Linked DNA regions of Mus musculus: region 2 is linked to region 1. A link is a contact called in public HiChIP or PLAC-seq data. All regions are on one chromosome and are shown on one strand. The core of a region is the stretch at or near the end of the contact, and the rest is flanking DNA. Distances in the headings are between cores, read along the strand shown. Region 1 has its middle 28 kb from the start of Gm30986. Region 2 has its middle 40 kb from the start of 5330413P13Rik.

Region 1 (5,536 bases), core at 1,399-3,898:
TACATCTTGATCTGAAGGCAGTCAGAAGACTTTCTTAAACGGGCAACCAGAAAGAGGTTCTCTTCAGCTCTGGGTGGGGCTTGAGTACTAAGAGACCTCAAAGCTCACCTACACAGTGATGTACTTCCTCCAAAAAGCCCACACCTATTTCAATAAGGTCACACTTAGTAGTGTCACTTTCCGTGGGCCACTCATATTCAAACCACCACATTACACTCCCTGGCTCCCATAGGCTTTTCAAACATATGAGCCTATGGAGGTTATACCTAGCCATAGCTTAATGCAAAATACATTTAGTCCAACTTCAAAAATCCCTATAGTCTATCACAGTTTCAACTATGTTTAAAAGTTCAAAGTCTCTTCTGAGAGTCATGCAATTTTTAAACTATAATCCTTATAAAATCAAAATCAAAAAAGTAGATTACATACTTCCAACATCATAATATATACATTACCATTCCAAAATTCCAACTCCTTTGCTGCCTATGCTTGGCTGTCCTGGAACTTGCTCTGTAGATTGGTTTTGAACTCAGAGATCTGCATGCCTCTGTCTCCTGAGTGCTGGGATTAAAGATGTGTACCACCATGCCTGGACCCAAGGTTTTCTCTACCTTTTCACAAGATCTTTATAAGTTCTGGATTGTAGTTCATTCCAGATGTAGTCAAGTTGACAACTGAGAATAGTCATCAAATCTATCCTTCCCTTGTCAATTTGAGACATAATCATATCTTCTTATGTCCAAATAAAAACAGTAGCCAGGTCATAAGAACACATAACATGATATTAACTACCCCTCACTGAACTGAATGCATAAACAATAAGCTTAGCTAGGTGGGATCTTGCCATGAAGTTACCACTCCTTTAAATACATTTGATATCCTTGAAGTCAGGATTTGGTTCCATACTATTTCCTGGTGCCCCCTTAATAAACTTACACCATGCATTTTGTGTTTTTCCTTTCTAAGCTTGCTATGTTTGATCAAAATGCCCCTCATAAGAATGAATCACAGGATAAAGTCTAAACTAGGGTTTGTTTGCTTGCTTGCTTGCTTGCTTTTTGAGAATTTCTTTGTCAATGCAATTAATCTAAATCTTTTTATCTTAGCCTCAGGCATACTCTCCAGACAAAGGCAAAAAGAGTGACAGTCTTTGCCAAAATATCACAAGAATGATCTCTAGGCAACATACTAAAATTCTTCTCCTCTGAAACCTCTGGGCCAGGCCTTCAGAGTTCAAATCACCCTTAGCACTAATTTCTTCCATATTCCTTCTAGGCTGGCCCATTGAGCCACATTTAAAGCATTCCATTGCTTTCCAAATCCAAAGTCCCAAAAATCCACATTCCTCACAACAATACCCCAGTCCCTGGTACCAACTTCTATCATAGTTTGGGTTTTATTGCTGTGAAGAGACACCATGACCAAGGCAACTCCTATAAAGGCAAACATTTAGCTGGGGCTGGCTTACAGTTTCACAGGTTCAGTCCATTATCATCATAGCAGGAAGCATGGTGCTGAAGAAGGAGCTGAAAGTTCTACATCTTGATTCCAAGGCAGCCAGGAGGACACTCTCTTCCACACTGAGCAGAACTTGAGCTGTAGAAGATCTCAAAGCCTGCCTACACAGTGACACACTTCCTCTACAAGGCTATACCTACTCCAACAAGGCCATACCTCCTAATAATGCCAAAACAACCACAGGCACATTAAAGGAAAATATCCCCAACTGAAGATTTCTTGGCCAATACTTCTAACTCTTGAAGAAAAAGCCACACTGGTATTTATGCCTAAATATCAAACTTTTCACAAAAGATTAAGTGCCAATTTTTTATTATGACTGATTTCTACCACCAAGAGATAGAAATTCATAGAGGTTGGAGTTTTTTATTTAGCTAAGTTGCTCAATTTTGAGAACTATACAGAGATGCAAAGTACAGAAAGAAGTAAGACCTCCCCAGCAAAACAGAACCTAGAGGAAAGGAGCAGGCAGGCACAGGGTGAGGTGAGAGGGGGTAGGCATGGGGTGGAGCAAGAAAGAGAACAAGTAGAGCCCCAGTATCTACCTTCCTTTCATTGATCTCTACCTCCTTAAGGTAGTTGTCCTGGTGACATGTTACAGCCTTTAGTACAGTGGTCCTCAACCTGTAGGTCATGACCCCTTTGGGGATTGAATGACCCTTACACAGGAGTCACATAAGACCATTGGAAAGCACAAATATTTATGTTATGATTCATAACAGTAGAAAATTACAGTTATGATGTAGTATGAAAATAATTTTATGATTAGGGGTCACCACATGAGTGTTGCAACGTTAGGAGGGTTGAGAACCACTGCTTTAGCACATGAGTTTTGGGGCACACTTTAGAGCTGCCCAGTAACAGATTCCAAGTCTATTGGGAATCTTTTTGTCTCCTAGGCAGAAGGCATTTCTCTGGTTCTTTTATGCAGTCCTGGTTTCATCTGATTTTATGTTGCTAACTTATCTGTATCTCCTAAATTGTGAATTCTTTGAGAGAAGAAAATATGCCCTTTAACCTTCTGCTCCAGCAGTGAATGCTTGTAGAAAAATGCCATGGGTCACATTCCATCCAAATGCCTGCTAACAAGGTCAACTCACCCCACATTTCATGGTCATTCCAGAGGGAAGAGCCAGCCTACATTTCATTTCAACATGAGTGAGTGTTTATTGCAGAAGGTTCTAGCCCTGGCCTGTTGAACAACCCCTGAGTAGTCTATGGAATCCCATGCTTTCTTACATCTGTCCTTCATTTCTTCCTAGGAGATTGTCTCTGACACTTCCCTTCTTTCTATCACATTGATGCTTCCTTCTTGAGCCTTGGTTTGTCCAAGCTAGATTCAAAAGTGGAATCAACGTTCTTGGAATGGTGATTGATGCTCTTTTTAATCTGAGGATAATATTGGAAGTTTTAATTAAATGCCAAAACAATTATCAAGGAATTTGTTTAGAGAAGAAGTCTGGAAGTTTGTGTCAATGGAAGAAGATATTTGTGCCTTCAGTCAGATCTTAAAGATAACAAGGCTCTCCACCTGCCTACAGGAGGACCCAATGACAGACTTTAGTAGCAGTCCAAAAACCTGCCTTAGTTATATCATCCCTGGTTCCCTCTAGAGCCTCTTTAGCCTGAGACTCTTGACAGATCTGCCATGGCCTAGATAATCCAGCTGTGATGATCCGGTACTAAACACACTAAAGGTGACAGAGTTGACTCTGAAAGTGGCAAAGCCCAAGATAAAAACCATCTATGAACACAATATACTTTTCCAAATATGTTTGCATTTTTACACCACCTTTTTCAGATATTGCACTCACCACGTACTCTCCCTCATGCAAAGGTGTTGCTTGCTGCTGTGGATTAGAGATGTAATCTCATGTGAACAGTGTCCAGGCAAGTTCACAAGCTCCTGAAGTGGGTCTTTATGCTCATCCTCTTGATCAAATCCCTAGTCTCCAACAAAGCATGAGGTCCTAGTAACACACACTCCTTCAGAGGAGTGGAGTTTGGAGATGATAGGGTAGAGAAGTCTTGGGATACAGTTACTCCTAATTCAGGGGGTTAAAAAAAAAAGGAGACTGGGTATTCCCAGACAGCATGTCTCTAATAAAAGTAGAAATGATCAGTTATTTAATGTTATTAACTTTGTGGACAAATACACTTAAGAGGCTATTGGGAGCTATGAGGAAAGTTATAAGAAAGATTAAAAGTTAATAAAAATTCTGAACTAATAAAAAGAAAGGCAATTATTAACTTTGGAGAAAACCAAAAAGTAAAATAAGAAATGTCACAATAACATGCTGCAGTATGCAACTGTAAGTAATGCAATGTTTGTATAAGCTTAATGATGTGAAATCAGAACAGTACTTAATCTGAGTATAACATGCGGCTTGAAGGAAGGATGGAAAGCAGAGAGGGCAACATCAAAGTTATTTCAACTTAGCGTTAATGTGAATTCTTCCGTTAGAAGTAAAACTGAGCATCTTTCTATATTTTAAGAACCATTTACTTCATGACAAATTTTCTTCGTTTCTTCTGATCACTTTTAAAAAGACTTATTTTTATGTTTGTGTCTATGTTTTCATATGTGCACAAAGGCCAGAAGTGGGCATGAGATTTCCTGGAACCTGAGTTACACAGATGGTTGTGAGCTACCCAATGGGGGTGCTGGAAACCTAACCCAGGCCCTCTGGAAATGCTGCAAATGTTTTTAATTGATGAGCCATCTCTCCAAACCCTCTTTTGATAATTTTTTATTGGTTTGTTGAAATTGTCTTTCTTGTTTCCAGTAGCACTTTCCATGATGGGAAGACTAAGCATTTTTCTGAGTTGTAATTTGTAGATATTTTTCAATTGTCTTTTCACTTTTTTATATGATATTTTGGCCATGTTGTAGGTTTGTATTATTAACCCAGTCTCATGTGTCAAATTTTATTTTACCATTACTCTTTTCAGACATTTTCTCCATTTCTAAGATTATAAAGTAAGTCTCCCTTTATTTCCTTTTTTTCTTTATGTTCTTTTATTTTACAGTTGTTTTACTTTTGAGTAAATGGTGCAAGCAATAAGACTTTTAGGGGATTTTTACATTTTAATTGTAAAAGTGAAGGAGGCAATAAGCTTAGTGGGACATTTAACATTGTATTTCTGACACTGAGGATCAATACCTGGCTTGACGGATAGTCACAGTTCTCAATGAGTTCTAGCGTGCTCATCAGATATTTTGGGTTTAATTTCATTGTGCTTCATTCTTTAAAAATAGTTGCTCACAAATGTAGGCACTGGCAAGCAAGGATAACATGACTGCAAAGTGAGGGCTGTTTGTCTCTGAGAAAATATGGCCTGTCTAGCAAAGAGACATGAGAAAAATGAAAATTGATGATATCAAATTTATCTCTAACTAATGTCAGAGATACAATATACCAAATGTTGATCTCCTGGGAATCTTGAAATCTGTTTGTAAATTCTGCTATCAAATGGAAAAACAACGCTACGGTATCCACCTCCCGGCCCTCTTTTGTGGACTGTACTTATCCAGTGTGTCAAAATGCACAGAATTGTTTGTCTAAACATGCACTTGCTCTAATTTCAGTTTCATTTGGCATGCTGTTTTGATTGCATGAATAAGTTGCTTTTCATCTTAAAATCAAATGCTCACCTCATTTAAATGGACCATTAAATCCAGCGAAAATTTTCACCCCATTCACTCATTTCTGTTCAATTTTCATTGTCAATTTTGGTATAAATTTTGGGCTTGATTCCAAAAACAACTTGATAACATGTTGAAAAATCAAAATCTTTCCAACATTTGGCCTCAATTTATCCATCTTACTTCCAAAACGTAAGTGATACCACCATGGTCAGTGGGCTGGGCCTTCCTGTGCTAATCATTAATCAAGAAAAAGCCTCTAAAAATGCCCACAGGCCAATCTGATGGAGAGGCAGCTCCTCAGTGGAGGCTCCTCCTTCCCGGGCACCTGTTTGTGTCATGTTGATAAAAGCACACATTTGTTCTTACTTA
Region 2 (5,536 bases), core at 894-3,393, 95 kb after region 1:
ACACACAACCTGGGCTGGGACCCTTCAGCTGCTCACCCAACACCAGCATAGGATAAAATGTAGTCCAGTGCCTCCCATTTCATCTGCCCCAGCGAAGTTCCCACACCCCAGCAGTGAGAGAGAAACATGGAACCTCACACATGTAATGTATATACACGGATGCCAGCAGAAACTTCTTATGCATAAAATAACTAAATCTTTTTTTAATTGTAAGGCAATAAATTAGAATAGAGTGTGTGACACGTGTATATAATCTCTGCATTTGGGAAGAGTAGGCTTTTGAGATCCTATTAAAAAATAAAATAAATAAAACAGGAGAAAGGAAATTCTTAAACTAGTAACAGCAGTTTATACACATTAAAAAAATTGAAAGTCCTGGGGACAAATGGACACCCCAAGAATGAGTAAGAAAACAGACACAAGTCCACAGGCAGGTGGATGGCATGGGGAAACCAGAGAAGAACTAGAGTCAAGTTCCAGAAGAAGAAAGCCTTTCCTGGGGAAGAGAGTGACAGTCCTAGAGGAGGTAACAAGGCCACCTGCAGAGGGCTTCTGGTTACTGAAAAGGCACACCCAGCAGGGCAGACCTCCTAACAGTGCAACTCCCTGTGAGCCTGTGGCAGCCATTTTCATTCTAACAACCACAGAAGACAGGATTGCTGATAAGCGATGGGCACTTGAGTGATGTTCTAAGCCCTTCATGGTTGCCTCCCTGCTCTGCCCTCTATGTGCCCACTCTGCTGTGGCCCCAACACTCTCTCCCACTCAGTGGAAAAGGTGACCCCTGAGAAAGAGTGAACAGAGCAGTTCCACCGGAACCTGGGGTGGGGGGGACTCCAAGATGCCCTTCCAAACCTTTGCAAACCTGGGAGGTGAAAGGAGACTTGTGTGAGCCCTCCAGGGAGAGCAGTGAGAACTGAGTCTGTGATTCAGGAAGAAGAGGGGTTTGCTGGAAACCATCGAGTTAACAAAGCCAGGAACACTGCAGAGCCCTGTCCAGAAACCCATACTTACCTCTGAGGAGAGAAGACGGAGTAACTTCAGGCCTTCTCTTGTCTGTGCCGTCAGCAGAGAACCTGCATATACACAACAACAAAAGCAGGAGGAAAAACATCTTTAAAGAAGGACTCAAATTACAGGTTAAAATAGAAACTTAAATTATATGGTGCTTCCAAGAAACAAACGCCAAACAAAATGGTATCGGCCGGTTAAAAATAAATGCTTTTACCGGGCGTGGTGGCGCACGCCTTTAATCCCAGCACTTGGGAGGCAGAGACAGGCGGATTTCTGAGTTCGAGGCCAGCCTGGTCTACAAAGTGAGTTCCAGGACAGCCAAGACCATACAGAGAAACCCTGTCTCGAAAAACCAAAAACCAAACAAACAAACAAACAAGCAAAAAAAAATAAATAAATAAAAAATAAAAAAAAAAAAATAAATGCTTTTTAAAAAAAGGAGAACTGAGATTTATCAGGCCAATAAAGAAGAGCCAAGATAACAAGATACGTTTCAGATTGCACAGAATTCAAGGCATTGCATGGAACAAAGATCTTTCTGCAATGAAGTATAATCGGTTACACCCAATGTAGGTGTAACCGATCTCAAGAGTCCTGCTAGCCATACAACCTGCTCAATCTCCAGGGAGAGAAGCCCACGGATCACTGCGGTTCCTTTGAAAGGATGGTTCGCTCTGGAGTCACTGAAGGTGACAGGCAATGTTCTAAGTAAACCTCACAGGCTTAGCAAAGCACAGACTCAAGTCGGATATGTGAGAAAAGCAGCCTCTGATTGGTGGAAATGAAAGACAGAGTGGAGACCATGAGATCAGCGGCTGGTCCCACTCCTGCAACACGATGGCTCCCTGGTCCTTGCTTTGGTTCATACATTCCCCCAAAAGCTCATGGGCTGTAAACGTAACACCAAGTGCATGTGCCTGTGGTACACAGAGGTGAGGTCTCTGGGAGGGAATCAGGGTTAGACAAGGTCCTGAAATGACCTCTGGGGTAGGGTCAGTGGTTTGGTAAAAAGGAGGTCGGAGTCAGTACAGGTGACCTGAGTTGCCACATGACACTCTCAGCTATGTTATGATACAGAAACGAATCCCTTACCAGATGCTGACTCATGCAAGGCTGTGGTATTCTGTTACAGCCACAGAGAATGGATTAAGTCAATGCGGAGAGGAGAAATATCTGCAAGTGCCTGAGGGAGTAACTGACCTTGGACCTGGAGTGGTGATAAAGAACTGGAATTTCTGACACGTGTGTACATCCGCATCTGTGTGTTTAAAGCCGTCCATCCTTCTTTGCTGCTCTGAGCATCTCCCACTCTGGTCAGGCCCAGCAAGCCCGGCTTGTCTTAACTGCTTTTCTCTCACGGGCATGCTGGCTTCAATTTCTCCTGGACACAAACAAACCAAAGCCCGGTATCCCAGTGCCCTGGAGGGCTGGAATAGAAAGCTGGGGTCTGGCTCTCAGCAGTTGCAGGAGCTTGACCTAGGGCCCACGGCAGAGCTGAGGGTCAATAAACTCGGATGGAAAAACAGTGCAGGTGTTGACACACTGCTTTCCAGCTGACATGGCAGCTGCCATTGACATTCGGAATTTATTTTTCAGCCGTGTCGTTACCTGGCTGCTGGATTTGGCTACATGGCCCCTTCAAAGAGACGCAAGGCTATCTCTCCTTCGCCCGATTTGGCTTTTGTAAAGCACTTTGGTAAGTGGGATTGGATGGGCTCACTTTCCTCTGTCATTCCGAGTACTTTATTCTTTAGATATGAGATTACCGAGCAGTCTGCATAGGATTCACCCGATTGCCGGGCTGGAGAGGTGGCTCAACAGTTAAGAGCACTGGCTGCCCTTCCAGAGGTCCTGAGTTCAATTTCCAGCAACCACATTGTGACTCACAAGGGATCTGATGCCCTCTTCTGGCATGCAGGTGTACAGGCAGCAGAGCAATCACACACATAAAATAAATCATCGTCATCGTCATCATCATCATCCCCAGATTGCAGCGTGAAGCCAAGGTCCAAACAATACTAGGACGACTCTCGGGCACAGAGGTTCCATTCTTCCCGCTGCCCCTCAGCCCCTCTGAGAAAGCGCAGAGCCAGAGCTGAGCAGAGAGTGCCCCAGGCCTCTGCCCCACTCTCAGTGGGAGGGACGCAATCGTAACCAAGCTGCAGTTCTGGAACATTTGCAGACAGTCTTCTATGCTGCCCCTCTCTTGCCTTTTCTGTCCATCTTCCACTTAAATCCAATTGGATTTGAGTCCGTCCACACTCTTATTTTCATTTACAAACATATTTTAAACATATATTCATTTACAGATGCAAATCTGAGACTCTCGGGGTTTATTCTGTGTATACAGGAAGCATCATAAATAAGTGGAAAAAAAATAAGTGTTTTCTGAGATTATAACATATTCATTAGTTACAAGTGCAACCTATTTGCAAAAATCTGGAGCAAAGCACATGCAGTTTGAACTTTTTTTCTTCTTAATGTTGTATTGTATTTTCCTATATTGTTAAATTGTATTTAAAATCATTTCTGACTGCGTGTATGTCAAATAAGGTTGCAGTAAAATATATCCTCTCCCTGCTGGACATTAACTCTTCTGTGGGCTTGTGGGGGCTGGGGATATGGCTTTAGTGGTATAGCATTTACCCAGCATGCTCTGGGTTTCAGCATAGCAATAAAAAAATAAATAAAACCTGCTGTGGCAAACCTCGCCACACATATCTCTCTGAAAAAATTGACTTATGCTTTTCAAATCAACCCCTAAAAAGCACAAGTAACGGGTGACAAGCATGGTTGTTCTCCACCGTTCATTTGCTTACTAGGAGGATAGGTGACATGGACTCCAGACCCCCGACAGGAAACGAAAGGGCCTCTCATGCTTCCTCGCAAGCAACAGAACTGACGGCTTAAAGGGAAACTTGGGAAGAAGTACCCAATCCATCCTGATTTCCTGGGCCCCTTCTCACATCCCCTTCACAGCAATGCACGCCCCACCCTCATCTGAGAAGCCTCTGTTTGCACTAGATGGTAATTAACATACTGAGCACAGCTGGCCAGGCTACCGAGAATAAGAGACTACAGAAGGCTCAGCCCTAAAGGGAACATAAGCCACCACCCCACACCGGACATGGCTCAGGATCATTGCAGAAGAGAGACCAAAAGAGTCTAAGAGCCAGAAGCGGTGGGTGACCGCAAGGAAACAATGTCTTCAGACACAGTGGGGCAGCTGCATGTAGGAAGTCAAAATAGCTGCAACAGCATGCAAAAGACCTGTGTGGGCCCACGCCAGACCGAATCCCAGCATGGAGAGGAGAATACAATCCCACCCCTAGATGTGGAGATGTGGGTAATTATGAGCTATTGGGAAAGGAGACAGTTTTTTAAGAGTGTGGCCCCTGCCACATTGAGCACTCTGCAGTGGAAGACTATTTGGGGAGCATAAGCTGATCCTGACGGATTTAAAAGAAAATAGGAGACAAAGTTGGGTAACTAGGGATGGGAGGGGTGGATCTGGGAGGAGTTGGGGGAGGGGTTGCACACCATCAAACATGTTGTATGAAGATCTCAAAGAACTAAAAGGAAAAAAAAGAAAGCTTTGCTAATTTTAAAGACAAAATTGTCTCCAATTTTATTTACATTTCACAAAGAGTGGCGTTGCTTGGCTTTTTAACTGTTTATTAATTGTTGTGTATTCCTTGTTCATAACCCCTACATCACTATATTCGCTACTATGTGTTATATACTAAACCATTCACATTTCATCAGCTCAGGGCTGGTGGAGGACTGTAACTCCGGGCAGAGCAATGGTTCTTCAGCCTTGAAAACATCAAATTTCATAGTCCGATCTGACTTATAATGCAGATTATCTAGTTTTCTTCATGGCAACTACATTATTGTCCCCATTTTACAACAGAGGAAACTGAGGCCCAGAGAGGAGAGATGAACTTGCCAATGGCCACACAACCAACAGACGGTGCAGCCAGGATTTGAACTCAGGCAGTCTTACTCCGTGGTTTTAACAAATAGTTAATGTTTTATGAACGTTAAGGAGAAATTATGAATGCTCCAGTTAACAGGAATTTTTTCTTTATTTTACAGCTTGTAGTTAGTTTCTCAGTTTGCACAGTGTAAACGCAGTAAAAGATTTCTGTTTTTAGTTTCCAGTATCAAATCACAACATTTCCAAATAGAAACATTAAAAGAAACCTGCCTTTAAGGAACTTTCCTTCTTTCTCAACTCTTGTTTTGTTTTGAGAGGAGGTCCCAGGATTTCGTACCCACTGGCCTGGAGCTCACTCTATGTATCAGGCTGTCTTTGAACTCATGGAGATCCATCTGCCTCTGCCTCCACTGGGATTAAAGAGGTGTGAGCCACCACACCCACTCCCCTTCTCAACTCATGAAAACATCTGATTTCTAAGCTATTTATGGCTGGGTTTGCTGGCCTCATGCTTGGGAGGTAGAGTCAGAAGGATCAGGGTCAGGCTCAGCTACTTAGTGATGGTGTACCCAGCCGCATCTA

What was found. HiChIP or PLAC-seq counts read pairs in DNA pulled down with a chosen protein or histone mark.
Region 2: a contact with region 1 is called in an H3K27ac HiChIP or PLAC-seq map of the NIH/3T3 cell line, with 4 times the contacts expected there. The contact joins two enhancer-like sites. A contact is called at or near these places in 9 of 39 promoter capture datasets (the 3T3-L1 cell line, 3T3-L1-derived adipocytes, the HPC-7 cell line and 6 more), 1 of 15 datasets of contacts at CTCF or cohesin (the NIH/3T3 cell line), 3 of 484 Hi-C or Micro-C datasets (embryonic fibroblasts, reprogramming fibroblasts and uterus) and 1 of 115 datasets of contacts at active chromatin or transcription factors (the NIH/3T3 cell line).

Annotation. Positions count from the first base shown.
Region 1 is chr2:131,709,478-131,715,013 of GRCm38.p6, forward strand. No RefSeq gene overlaps it. Among named protein-coding and RNA genes, the nearest start is that of Gm30986, 28 kb to the right of the region's middle. Within about 2 kb of position 2,649, at least 15 of the 459 cell types and tissues checked have an H3K27ac peak or open chromatin away from gene starts, as enhancers often do. A contact at or near this core is called in the NIH/3T3 cell line, where this site is marked.
Region 2 is chr2:131,804,913-131,810,448 of GRCm38.p6, forward strand. No RefSeq gene overlaps it. Among named protein-coding and RNA genes, the nearest start is that of 5330413P13Rik, 40 kb to the right of the region's middle. Within about 2 kb of position 2,144, at least 34 of the 459 cell types and tissues checked have an H3K27ac peak or open chromatin away from gene starts, as enhancers often do. A contact at or near this core is called in the NIH/3T3 cell line, where this site is marked.